Linked DNA regions of Mus musculus: region 2 is linked to region 1. Evidence: chromatin contacts called from public HiChIP or PLAC-seq data. All regions are on one chromosome and are shown on one strand. The core of a region is the stretch at or near the end of the contact, and the rest is flanking DNA. Distances in the headings are between cores, read along the strand shown. Region 1 holds the start of Zfp799 (zinc finger protein 799). Region 2 overlaps Zfp870 (zinc finger protein 870).

Region 1 (6,104 bases), core at 665-3,164:
GCTTTATTCTATTGCAATAGCCCATTCATATCCAGTCATGTCTTACCCCATGAAGATTTTTTCATGTTAAAACGTTTAGAAACAATCCAAGGCAGTAATACTTATGATAAAGACCAATCTGAGCAAGCCATGCACGTGACCAGTAATACTTATGATAAAGACCAATCTGAGCGAGCCATGCACGTGACCAGTAATACTTATGATAAAGACCAATCTGAGCAAGCCATGCACGTGACCAGTAATACTTATGATAAGGACCAATCTGAGCGAGCCATGCACGTGACCAGTAATACGTATGATAAAAACCAATCTGAGCGAGCCATGCACGTGACCAGTAATACGTATGATAAAAACCAATCTGAGCGAGCCATGCACGTGACCAGTAATACTTATGATAAAGACCAATCTGAGCAAGCCATGCACGTGACCAGTAATACTTATGATAAGGACCAATCTGAGCAAGCCATGCACGTGAATTTTCCTTTTCAGTAAGTCCAGCAATGTCAAAAGGGTTTGGAAAGTCAGGCATTTATTGAGAGTTATAAGAATCCTTAGGCTAAGAATACAAGTCATGGAATTTAGAGGAAACTTCCCTTGAGTGAAACCCATAGGCATGTTCTCATAGGACTAGCGGATGTCACTGAAATGTGAGAGAAGACAGGGTGGGGTGGGGCTGTTCTGGGATACTCTGTGCTTTGGGAACTATCAGCTTTCTGGCCTACATGACTGTTTTGTTAAGCAAAAACTCTGCACTGGTTTATTCTGAATATCAATATCAACAAAGAACAAATAAAGGCACAATTTAATAATCTGTCTCAATAATGACGCCTGACAATATACCAAATCATATATACATGCACATAAAACTCACCAGCCTAACCAGATATAACCCCCTGCCTGAGACTATAGAAACTGCAACAAGCTGGTTGACGGGTCATAGGGTCAATTGTCAAAAGCCAGAAAACTTATCACAGGAAAAGCCCCGTCTCTACCCTAGGACTCCAGCTCTAGGACCTCAGCTCACTTCAAACAGGCCTTCTAACAACAGCCTGTGCTCGGAACGTGCATTGGACATTCTACACCCTCACTGATAAGTCTTACCAGTTCTCTGCCTCCAACTTGAGAACCTCCTATATTTTCAGCCTTTCTAACCATTTAGTAACTTGCACTTTGTATACCATTGTGTTAAATGGTCATGTGTTACCTGCCTATTGATAGTAATACTTAAGATAGGGATAAATGCATCGTGGTTGCCAATGGCCAGCTCTCAAGGATAACCAGGTGTACTCATCAAATCCTAGCCGATAAAGGCTGAGAAATGACTGACTGTTAAGTAAATTGGGACACTGAGCAGACATAAATGCAGCCTACTTTTTTTTTTTTTTTTTTTTTTTTTTTTTTTTTTTTGACAACGTGCATAGAACCCGGGCTCACCTCGCGGTTTTCCTACAAATCCCCTTACAAGAGCCCAAACCCACGGTTCCCCACGACTCTCCGCCTACACCTCCCAGACTGCGGAGACGCAGGCTGCAAGCGCCCAGCTGACCTGAGACCCCGCAGCACTGAGCTCTCAGCAAAGGACAGGACCGCAGCTCTGCCTGCTGGTCCAGCTCCATCCAGAGGGACCCGGGCAGCGCGGCCCAGCAGAGCAGATGAGATGCAGACTCAGCTGCCCTGGAAGGCCGCGTCCCCACTGCCGCCTCCGCTTACAGTAGCCTCCTCCCTACAGCCTGCGCACGCACCATTTCCAGTCACCGGGTGTCCAGGTGACCTCCTGCGATTCCCGCTGTCAGTAGGGGGGACAGAGATACCGAGGAGAGAGACCTGGGGGCCGCAGTCAAAGACACAGGACGACAATATGGCGGGGACACACAATGGCACCCCAAATGTTGTGCTTTCTACGTCACCGAAGACCGAAACTCCTCATTGGGCAGTTCACACAGCTACCAAACGTTCTCCTTGATTGGCCAACAATCCGTGAGCCTGCCTCCTGAATCCTGAGTGACAATAGAAACATCTCCTTCCTCCCTGGAAGACTTCACAGTTGACCCTGGTTCCTACTCTGGAGAGCACCTGGCCCCACCAAGGTTTTTTCTCAGATGCACTACTTTTATCGTTCCTTTTTGGTACATTTATTTATAGCTCATGTTTCAATATCACCACACAAGATATTTTGATGATCCCAGAAGGGCAAAAGTCAAAGGGTTGGGGCTAGGGAGATGGCTCCTTTGAAGTTCTTCTGGAGAACTCGGGTTGGCTTTCCAGAACCTCATCGTGGTTCACAATTGTCTGTAACTCTTAATTCCAGGGGATCTGATGCCTGATGCCCTATTTTTGCCTCCAAGGGCACCATGCATGCAATGGGTGCACAAACCATACCTGCAGGAAAAATATACCTGCACACACACACAAAATAATAAAATGAAAAAAATAAAAATAATCAGCCTCCTTCCTCAAAAGCACAGGTCTTCCAAACCCCCTCATGTATCATCTCATCAAACAAGCAAGCGACAACAAATTTCTGCTTTGTGTTGGCCAGCTGCTCCCACATACGGGGCCTCATTTGGAGTGTGGTTGATGTTCCCTGTGTCACTCCATTAAGGAAAAACAATTTTCGCTCTCCTAGCATCTTGATTAGGAGTGGGACTTTGCTACCACTTCCCCTTCCCTGGGCTGGGATTTTTGTCTAACTTTATTGAACTTATGTAGGTCTTGTACATGTAGCCACTGTCTCTCTGAGTTCTTATGTGCACCAACCCTGCTTATCTGGAAAACACTGTTTTCTTGAAGTCACCCATCTCCTCTGGTCTTACAAACATTACACTGCCTCTTCTACAGAGATCTCTACCTTCATTAGATTTTTTTTTCCTTTTTTGATTCTTCAGCTAAGACAGTAAGAAATATGATGTCATACAGACCCTAAGAAAACACAAATGCCAGCCCAGGCTACTATATCCAGCAAAACTCTCAATTACCATAGATGGAGAGAGCAAGATAGTCCATGACAAAAACAAATTTACACAATATCTTTCCAAAAATCCAGACCTAAAAAGGATAATAGAAGGAAAACTCCAACACAAGAAAGGAAAGTACACCCTAGAAAAAGCAAGACAGTAATCTTCTTTCAACAAACCCAAAAGAAGACAGCCACACAAACATAATTCCACCTCAAACAACAAAAATATCAGGAATCAACAATCACTATTTCTTAATATCTCTTAACACCAATGGACTCAATTCCTCAATAAAAAGACATAGACTAACAGACTGGATACATAAACAATCCAGAATTTTGCTGCATACAGGAATTGCACCTCAGTGTCAAAGACAGACACTACCTCAGAGAAAAGGGTTGCAAAACAATTTTCCAAGACAATGGTCCCCAAAACAAGCTGGAGTAGCCATTCTAATATCAAATAAAATTGACTGTCAACCTAAAATTATCATAAAAGATAAGGAAGGACACTTCATACTCATCAAAGGAAAAATCTACCAAGAAGAGCTCTCAATTCTGAACATTTATGCTCCAAATGCAAGGGTACCCACATTCATAAAAGAAACTTCACTAAAGCTCAACACCCCACTCTCAGCAATAGACAGATCATGGAAACAGAAACTAAACAGAGACACAGTGTAACTAACAGAAGTTATGGACCAAATAGATTTAACAGATATCTACAGAATATTTCATCCTAAAACAAAAGGATATACCTTCTTCTCAGCACCTCATGGTATGTTCTCCAAAACTGACCATATAATCCATCACAAAACAGGCCTCAGCAGATACAAGAAGACTGAAATAATCTCATGCACCCTATCAGATCACCATGGACTAAGGCTGGTCTTCAACAACAACAAAAACAACAGAAAGCCGACATACCCATAGAAGCTGAACAACACTCTGCTCAATGATAACTTGGACAAGGAACAAATAAAGAAAAAACTTTTTAGAATTTAATGAAAATGAAAGCACAACATTACCCCAAATTATAGGACACAATGAAAGCAGTGCTAAGAGGAAAACTCATAGCACTGAGTGCCTCCAAAAAGAAACTGGAGAGAGCATACACTAGCAGCTTTCAGCACACCTAAAAACTCTAGGACAAAAGGAAACAAATTCACCCAAGAGGAGTAGATGGCAACAAATAATCAAACTTGGGGCTGAAATCAACCAAGCAGAAACAAAAAGAGCTATATTTTTGTATAGTTTTTTGTTAATTCTTTAACAAACAAACCCAGGAGCTGGTTCTTTGAAAAATTCAACAAGATAGATAAATCCTTAGCCAGCCTAACCAGAGGCACAGAGACAGTATCCAAATTAACAAAATCAGAAATGAAAAGAGAGATATAACAAAAGAAACTGAGGAATCCAAAAAACAAAACAAAACAAAAAAATCAGATCCTACTACAAAAGCCTATACTCAACAAAACTGGAAATTATGATGAAATGGACAATTTTCTAGACAGATACCAATTACCAAAGTTAAATCAGGATCAGATAAACCATCTAAACAGTCCCATAACCCCTAAAGAAATAGAAACAGCCATTTATAGTCTCCCAAGCAAAAAAAAAAAAAAAAAAGCCCAGGACCAGATGGGTTTAGTAAAGCATTCTATCAGACCTTCAAAGAATACAAATACTCTTCAAAATTTGTTTCACAAAATAGAAACAGAAGGAACACTACTCATTTAGTTCAATGCAGCCACAATTATGCATATACCTAAAACACACAGAGATCCAACAACGAAAGAAAACTTCAGACCAATTTCCCTTATGAACATTGATGCAAAAATACTCAATAAAATTCTTGCCAACCGAATCCAAGAACTCACAAAATGATCATTCACCACCATCAAGTAGGCTTCATGCCAGGGACACAGGGATGGCTCAATATATGGAAATCCAACAACGTAATCCACTATGTAAACAAACTCAAAGAAAAAACTGCATGATTATTTCACTAGACACTACAAAAGCATTTGACAAAATTCAACATTCCTTCATGTTAATAGTCTTGGAAAGATCAGGAATTCAAGGCCCATACCTAAACAAAATAAAAGCAATATACAGCAAACCAGTAGCCAACATCAAACTAAATGGAGAGAGACCTGAAGCAATCCCACTAAAATCAGGGACTAGACAAGGCTGTCCACTCTCTCCCTATCTATTCAATATAGTACGTGAAGTCCTAGCCAGAGCAATTCGACAACAAAAGGAGATAAAGGGGATACAAATTGGAAAGGAAGAAGTAAAAATATCACTATTTGCAGATGATATGATAGTATATATAGGTTACCCCCAAAATTCCACCAGAGAACTCCTAAACCTGATAAACAGCTTCAGTGCAGTAGCTGGATATAAAATTAACTCAAACAAACCAGTGGCCTTTCTCTACACAAAGGATAAACGGGACAAGCAAGAAATTAGGGAAACAACACCCTTCACAATAGTCACAAATAATATAAAATACCTTGGTGTGACTCTAACTAAGGAAGTGAAAGATCTGTATGATAAGAACTTCAAGTCTCTGAAGAAAGAAATCAAAAAAGATCTCAGAAGATGAAAAGATCTCCCATGCTCATGGATTGGCAGGATTAATATAGTCAAAATGGCCATCCTGCTGAAAGCAATATACAGATTCAATGCAATCCCCATCAAAATTCAAACTCAATTCTTCACTGAGTTAGAAAGGGCAATTTGCAAATTCATCTGGAATAACAAAAAACCTAGGATAGCAAAAACTATTTTCAACAATATAAGAACCTCTGGTGGAATCACCATGCCTGACCTCAAGCTGTACTACAGAGCAATTGTGATAAAAACTGCATGGTAGCCGGGCGTGGTGGCGCACGCCTTTAATCCCAGCACTCGGGAGGCAGAGGCAGGCGGATTTCTGAGTTCCAATATTGTTCATAGCAGCCTTATTTATAATAGGCAGAAGCTGGAAAGATTCCAGATATCCCTCAACAGAAGAATGGATACAGAAAATCTGGTACATTTACACAATGGAGTACTACTCAGCTATTAAAAACAATGAATTTATGAAATTCTTAGGCAAATGGATGTATGTGAAGGATATCATCCTGAGTGAGGTAACCCAATC
Region 2 (6,659 bases), core at 133-2,632, 47 kb after region 1:
ACAGAATATGCAATCAACCTGGACATGAGGAAGTCTCCTAGTGACAGCAATAGCAGCATGCAGTGGCTTGCTAAACAGGCAGGCAGCAGTTCCCCAGGCGTTAACACTTTCCAATGTACAGACACTGAATGCATCTTTTCTGCTTTTCACCAATATTTGGCTCTTCTTTATTGGCTTACTGAGAACAGGGGGCTGGGCCTGACTTGGGGCACAGGTTGGGAATGCCAGCTTCAATAACACAAACGTGTCTGTCTGTTGCCTGACATAACGGGCTCAAGGCTCTTGTGGTCACTGTAAGATGAATGATGTTATAGGTTTGACAGAAAGGGAGCTGAGAAGAGATTCACTGGGTGAATTATAATATCAAGCCTCAGGCAGCTATAACCTAAGGCATAATCTATAACCACAGGCAGACCTACGCTAAGCACGGGCAGTGTGAAAAAGCATCGGAGAAGGAACAGATAGACACTTGAGCCCTGAAGCTGGGTGTGGTGGTGCAAGCCTTTACTCCCAGCTCTGGAGAGGCAGAGAGACTTCTGAGTCTGAGATCAGCCTGGTTCACAATGTGGGTTCCAGGACAGCCAGAAGAACTACACAGAGAAACCCTGTCTGGAAAAGTCCAACTCCCCACCCCCTTACAAAAGACTAGAGAGCCATGACTCTAAGCTATCCTGCATCCAGTCGTTTTCCCCACCTTAACTGCAGCTGAGGTTTAGCTCATGACTTGAGGTTTATGAGAAATTGAGCCAGGTTGTGCAGGCGCCTAGTCATATGGAGTTCTTAACCACAGCATGACCGTTAATTCCGCTCTACCTGCAGAAACAAGAAGACCGGATATGGAGTTTCCCAAACCCTCTGCTCCCAATGGAACCGAACCGAACCAATAAAAAGCTTGAACTTCCTGTGTAAGTCCCCGAGCCCTGTTAGGTGCACTCAACTCATCCAGGGAATAAAGCCGTGCTATTCCAAAAAAGTGGTCTCCGGCTGTCATTGTGTCCGGATGCTTCTCTGCCCCGTTTTGTTTGTTTATAATATTGAGAGTCACAGATACTCTTAGTAGCTGCATCCTGAGACATTACATGGGAGTGTGGCGAGGTTTTAGGTAAAGAGCAGGGCAGTGAATTAACAGCTACCATCCACGTAGATCCCCCTCCCTCATCTCTGCAAAAAAGCCCCAGTTCGACTCCTAAGGCGGCCCACTCACGACCCAGACTGTAGGGGACCCGGGCAGCACGCGCTAAGCTAAGAGACGTTGCAACACCCAAAGCTCAGATAAGGAAAGGCCCGAAGCTCTGCCTGCTGGCCCAGCTCCTTCTAGCAGGATGCCAGAAGCAGCAGGGGCCAGCGGGGACAGACCAGACTCAGCGGCAAGCAGTATCAGCGGTATCCCTTACCGCCTCCAGGTTGCAGCTGCCTCCTCCCACACCTGGGACGCTCAACAGCATTCACCATTTCCTGTCTTTTCGTGTCCTGGTGTCCTCCTGCCACTCCTGCAGTCAATGAATGCGACCTGGAGGCCAAGGACTGTGCTCTAGGATCTGCTTTCAAAGAACACACAGGTACCTAAAATGCGCAGGAAAAGAAACAGATCTGATAGTGGCAGAATGCCTCACTCACAGAACAAACTCCTCGTTGGCCAATCAATACAAGCGCTCAAGTAACACCTTGGACCCACCTCCTCAAGACCCAGGAACAGAGGAAGCAACTTGAACCAGGCAAGGTAGAGCTCAAATTACAGACTCTTGATCTTTCCCGATCCCAGAATCCCGCTGTCGTCCATGCAGGACATTGAGCACCAGCAGGGATTAATGAAGGAATCACACTGGCCATGAAGGCAGTTACAGACCTTGGGGCTCGGTGGGAAACTCCTTTTGTAAGATTTGTGGTAGCTCAAAATGACCATGGTTGTAAAAAAGTTAAGTAAATGTGTTCTTTTCCCAGAATTTGCCTCACTGCAAGGTGTGCTAAGTCTTCCGATTGTATAGAAAAGCCCACACAATGTCTCCGGTCCTTAAGTCTGCCCCCTTAATGCAGTTAAAGGTTAACCAGTGATAAACTGCCAGCCCTAAACTGTGACTGAGAACTGCTCTAAAAAATGTATAAAAGGTGTGTGCTTTAGCTACTCAGGGTTGCTTCTATCCTGATTTCAGAACGACCCCAGCAGGGTGGATTAATAAACCTCTTGCTTTTTGCATCGATCTCCGTCTCTGTGAGTGGGACATCCCGGACGTAAGGCTTTTCGGGTCTTACACTTTCAGAACTATAATCAGCGGCAATATTTGGCTTCCTACTCTTTGGCTGTTGTGGTCTTCCTCAAAGCCAATTCCAAAAGCCAAGTATTTTCCAAAAGGACTGCAGGGCTAGATAGGCATCTTAATGGTGTAAGGGTTCATGATTGTCCGAAGAATGATACAGGGGATTCAAGTAGTATGTAAACACAGTGTTTTATTCTGCAGAAGTCCATCATGCTGGGGTCTCCCACTACCAAGATAAAGACAGAGAGACCCCCCCGAAGTGAGCTCGCAGGCCTGATTTAAAGCACAGTAGGGGAACTCTGGGTAGGTGACCTCTATCTTAATCTGTTGAGTTCATATCTAGGGACATCCCAGAGCCATTATGGGGCGTGGCGGCTGAAAAGTGCTGCTGTCCTTGCCATTGTCCTTGCCTCAGGTTGGGTGGCGCGACAGCTTCCGACTAGCTGCCTGAAGGGTTTTTCTAGTAGCCGACTTGCTTGAGCTTGCCTGGACTTGTCCAGTTCATGGAAACATATTTAGGCCTGTCTCCTGAAGCTTGTCTGGAGTCAGCCTAGCCTTCTCAGTGGTAGCGCTTTGCGAGCTTCTGTGAAGTCCTGGGCCCGGCCCTCACCACCCCCACGCCTGCATCAGAAACAAAACTGGAAACAGAATGTCTTTCTGAAGTATTTCTTTTTAATTGCGTTTACACGTGCAGGACTGTGTGTGGGTCTGAATTGTGAGAGCAGTGCTCCCAGAGGCTTCCAATAGAACCACGTTTGCCATCCATGCTGCTGTACAGATGTTTCTCTTTGTTGTGGTGAAAACAAGTGCTGGGGTTAATGCGAATGTTAAGATATTGGGCTGAGGGCTGGTGAGGTGGCTCAGTGGGTAAGAGCACCCGACTGCTCTTCTGAAGGTCCGGGGTTTAAATCCCAGCAACCACATGGTAGCTCACAACCACCCATAACAAGATCTGACTCCCTCTTCTGGATTGTATGAGGACAGCTACAGTGTACTTACATATAATAAATAAATGAATCTTTAAAAATATTTAAAAAAAAAGATATTGGGCTGAGGAGCTGGGAACGTAGCTTGGTGATTAAGAGCACCTTCTGCTCTTGGGCAGGACCAGACTTCAGTTCCCAGCACCCCTGGCAGCTCACAACTACCAGCTTGCTCTAAGGTAGTAAGTGGTTTTCAACCTTCCCAATGCGGTGACCCTTTAATATAGTTCATTTGGCAACTCAAACCATTACATTGTTTTTGTTGCTAGTTCATAACTGTGATGCTGCTGTTATGAATCATAATGTACATTTTTTTGTTGAGAAGGAGGGTTGTTAAAAGGCCACCAACCCACAGGTTGAGAAGCAATACTCATAAGGCATCTAATGGCTTTCTGGACTCGGGTTACCGTCACACATGTCCATACTCACACATATAAGTATAAAAAAATTGAAAATGTGTCATACCTATACATAAATATATAAAAATAAAAATGTTTTAAAATGTTGACTATGGTGAGGTGAAGGACACTGAAAAAATAAACAGGAAGGCTTGATTCTGGGTATGAGATTGCCAACCTGAGCACATTTGGGAAACAAAGCTGGTCTTGACAGGTTGGCGAGTCATACACAGGCCCTGCTGTCTAGTTTTCCTTTCGTGGGCTCCTGCACTGTACTGGTTACTTGTGACAACTTGACACAGGCTAGAGTCATTTGAGAAGAGGGAACCAACATTGAGAAAATGCTTCAAAACCGGGCTGAACGCAAGGCTGTAGAGCATTTTCTCGATTTGTGACTGATGGGGGGAGGGCCCAGTCCATTATAGATGGTGCTATCCCTGGGCTGGTGGTCCTGGATTCTGTAAGAAAGCAGGTTGAACAAGGCAGTGTGAGCAAGCAGTAGTAAGCAGCTCCCCTCCGTAGCCTCTGCATCAGCCTCCAGCTTCCTGCCCTGTCTGAGTTCCTGTCCCGACTCCCTTTGATGATGCACTGTGATTTTGAAGTATAAAGCCAGATGAACCCTGTCTCCCCACTCGTTTGGCTTGTGGTGTTTATCACAGCCATACTCACCCACTAAATCATGCACCTAATGTAACTGCCACAGACTAAATTGTAGGCGTGGATGGCTTCAAAAAGCTTCCACCTTTCCAGGAAGGAGGTCACCCCAGACTACCCAATAGTCAAAGAGCTCACCAAGTCAACCTGCAGCGGCATCTTGGTATCTGTGTCTCTTTATGGTTAGAACGCCTAGTTGTGGTCAAATATACTGAAGCTGCTCTTAGGCAGGGGCACTGTCAGAAACTAATAATATGTAGTAAGATGGAGCAAACGGTGTCTATATTCACCTATCTAACCACGAAGACTAGACACGTATATAAGGGAAAGTGCTTGCTTAACATGCAGTAAATGGGCAATTGAGTATTTTTAGCTATGTAATTTTTGAAAATGAAAACAGATATACTTCCTGTCAAAATACTACTTCACACGGTGATGACAGAATAAGGCATGAGCATTGCAGTGAGTGTGAGAACATCCTGCCTGGGCTACATAGCACAAACCAAGTTATCTGGCAGTTGTTAGCTAGTTGTTTGCCTGGAGACGTGGCTTAGTGGTCAGGAGCACTGGCGTTTCAGAGTCCCTGGCGTTAACTCCCAACATCCCAACATGGAGGTTCAAACCATCTGTAACTCCACTTCCTGGGGGTTCAATGCTGTCTTCTGGCCTCATTGGGCACCAGGTACACATACACAGAACAGATACAGATGCAGGCAAAACACTCACATTTGTGAAATAAAAATTTACGAAGTTAAAGAGGGAGACGGGGCTAGGAGGAAGGGAAAAGAGTAGGAGGAGACACTAGAACACACTTCCTTCAAGACCTATAGTTTGCCTATAGCTTGCCTGGTATGTGGTTTTTGACTCAAACTTTCTAAAACAGTCCTTGAGATTTCCTCTGGGCTCACTTATTATTATCAGGATACAATCCCCCAAAGGGGAGCCCAGTTTCCCTGGGAATACCAGGACCTCAATACACCCAGACAGCTCTGAAACTTGGAATCCTTCTCACAAGCTTCCCAAGTAGGACACATGCCTGAGCCACCACACCTGGGGACAACTTCACCAGAGGGGGCACACAGACTTGGTGGATGAGACTGTCTGACCAAAATCAAGTATCTCTTTTAATCAAACTTGTTTCTCAAACTTTGCTATTTCTTAATTTTTGAGTTGAATCCAGAAATCTCCCCACATGCTTTCCAATGCTAGGGGTTTTCTCGATGCATCCTTTTGAAGTACTAACAAAGTAATAATGGAGACTTTACAAATCCTGTAGGTTAGGCTACCCCACAGTGAGTTATTTCATGTCTCCTTAAGATGACTGAAAGTTGTGTAAGATTCTATGTCTTAGACACTGTTCTATTGCTGTGAAGAGACACCATGACAAAGGAACACTTACAAGAGAAGGCATTTAATTGGGGGCTTGCTTACAGTTTCAGAGATGCAGACCATTAGCATCATGTCTGGGAACTTACGCAGTCGCTGAGAGCTACATCCTGATCCACAAAAACAGACACAAAGACCGAGAAACTGGATCTTGCACAGGCTTTTGAAACCTCCAAGTCCACCGCCAAGTCTTACACCTCACACCTCTGAAAAGTTCACATCTACTCTAAAAAAGGCCATGCCTTTTAATTCTTATAAGCCTTTCAAAACAATTCCACTCCCTGGTTAATAAACATTCAAATATATAAGCATATTTGGAGCATCCTTATTCAAATCACCACATTATATATGAAGGATTTCTCTCTGAATGACAACTACCATGTCTCGAGGGCCCCCTGAGAACTAAGGGCTTTCCACATGGCCTGCATAAGGTTTTTCTCCAGTGTGAGCTATTTCACATCTTCTCCACAATGAAAAGAACGCTGAGGATTTCATCACGTGGCTTGCAGCATTTCTCCAGTGTCTGCTCCCATATATTAGAAGAGAATTTCTAGTAGTAATACCTACATCAATTCAAAAGTATATGGTCTTCTCAAATTTGTCTGACACTTCCCCACATTGCTAGCAATAACCTACTTCATGCAGTTTGACTTAGTGAGAACTACCACAGAGTTTCTCATGTTATTTACTAGCATCCTTTTCTGCTCTACTATGAATTGGTACATGCCTTCGTAAATGAGTTGAACTCAAAAAGCCTCTCCCGCACGTCTCACATTCATAGGGTCTCTCACTACTGTGGATTCGCTCATGTACCCGAACCTCAAAAAAGCGACGAAAAGATTTCCCGCAGTGCTTACATACGTAGGGTTTTTCTTCACTATGCATTATTTTATGTTTCCGAAGAGAGCTGTCTGAACTGAAAGCTTTCCCGCATTGCAAACACGCGTAGGGCTTCTCTCCAGAGTGATTCCTTTCGTGGCTCT

The links. HiChIP or PLAC-seq counts read pairs in DNA pulled down with a chosen protein or histone mark.
Region 2: a contact with region 1 is called in an H3K27ac HiChIP or PLAC-seq map of embryonic stem cells, with 7 read pairs. The contact joins the enhancer-like site here to the promoter of Zfp799 in region 1. A contact is called at or near these places in 5 of 39 promoter capture datasets (3T3-L1-derived adipocytes, the HPC-7 cell line, cranial neural crest and 2 more), 2 of 484 Hi-C or Micro-C datasets (embryonic stem cells and nephron progenitors), 4 of 115 datasets of contacts at active chromatin or transcription factors (embryonic stem cells, memory CD8 T cells and trophoblast stem cells) and 4 of 9 other capture datasets (adipose tissue, embryonic stem cells, liver and 1 more).

Annotation. Positions count from the first base shown.
Region 1 is chr17:32,828,347-32,834,450 of GRCm38.p6, forward strand. Zfp799 (zinc finger protein 799) reads right to left here and starts at 1,915. Exons shown (of 4, transcript NM_177359.5): 1 at 1,743-1,915. The coding sequence starts at 1,745.
Region 2 is chr17:32,876,314-32,882,972 of GRCm38.p6, forward strand. It overlaps Zfp870 (zinc finger protein 870), which reads right to left. Exons shown (of 4, transcript NM_207245.2): 4 at 2,908-6,659. The coding sequence ends at 6,358. Among named protein-coding and RNA genes, the nearest start is that of Zfp870, 12 kb to the right of the region's middle. Within about 2 kb of position 1,383, at least 38 of the 459 cell types and tissues checked have an H3K27ac peak or open chromatin away from gene starts, as enhancers often do. A contact at or near this core is called in embryonic stem cells, nephron progenitors and trophoblast stem cells, where this site is marked.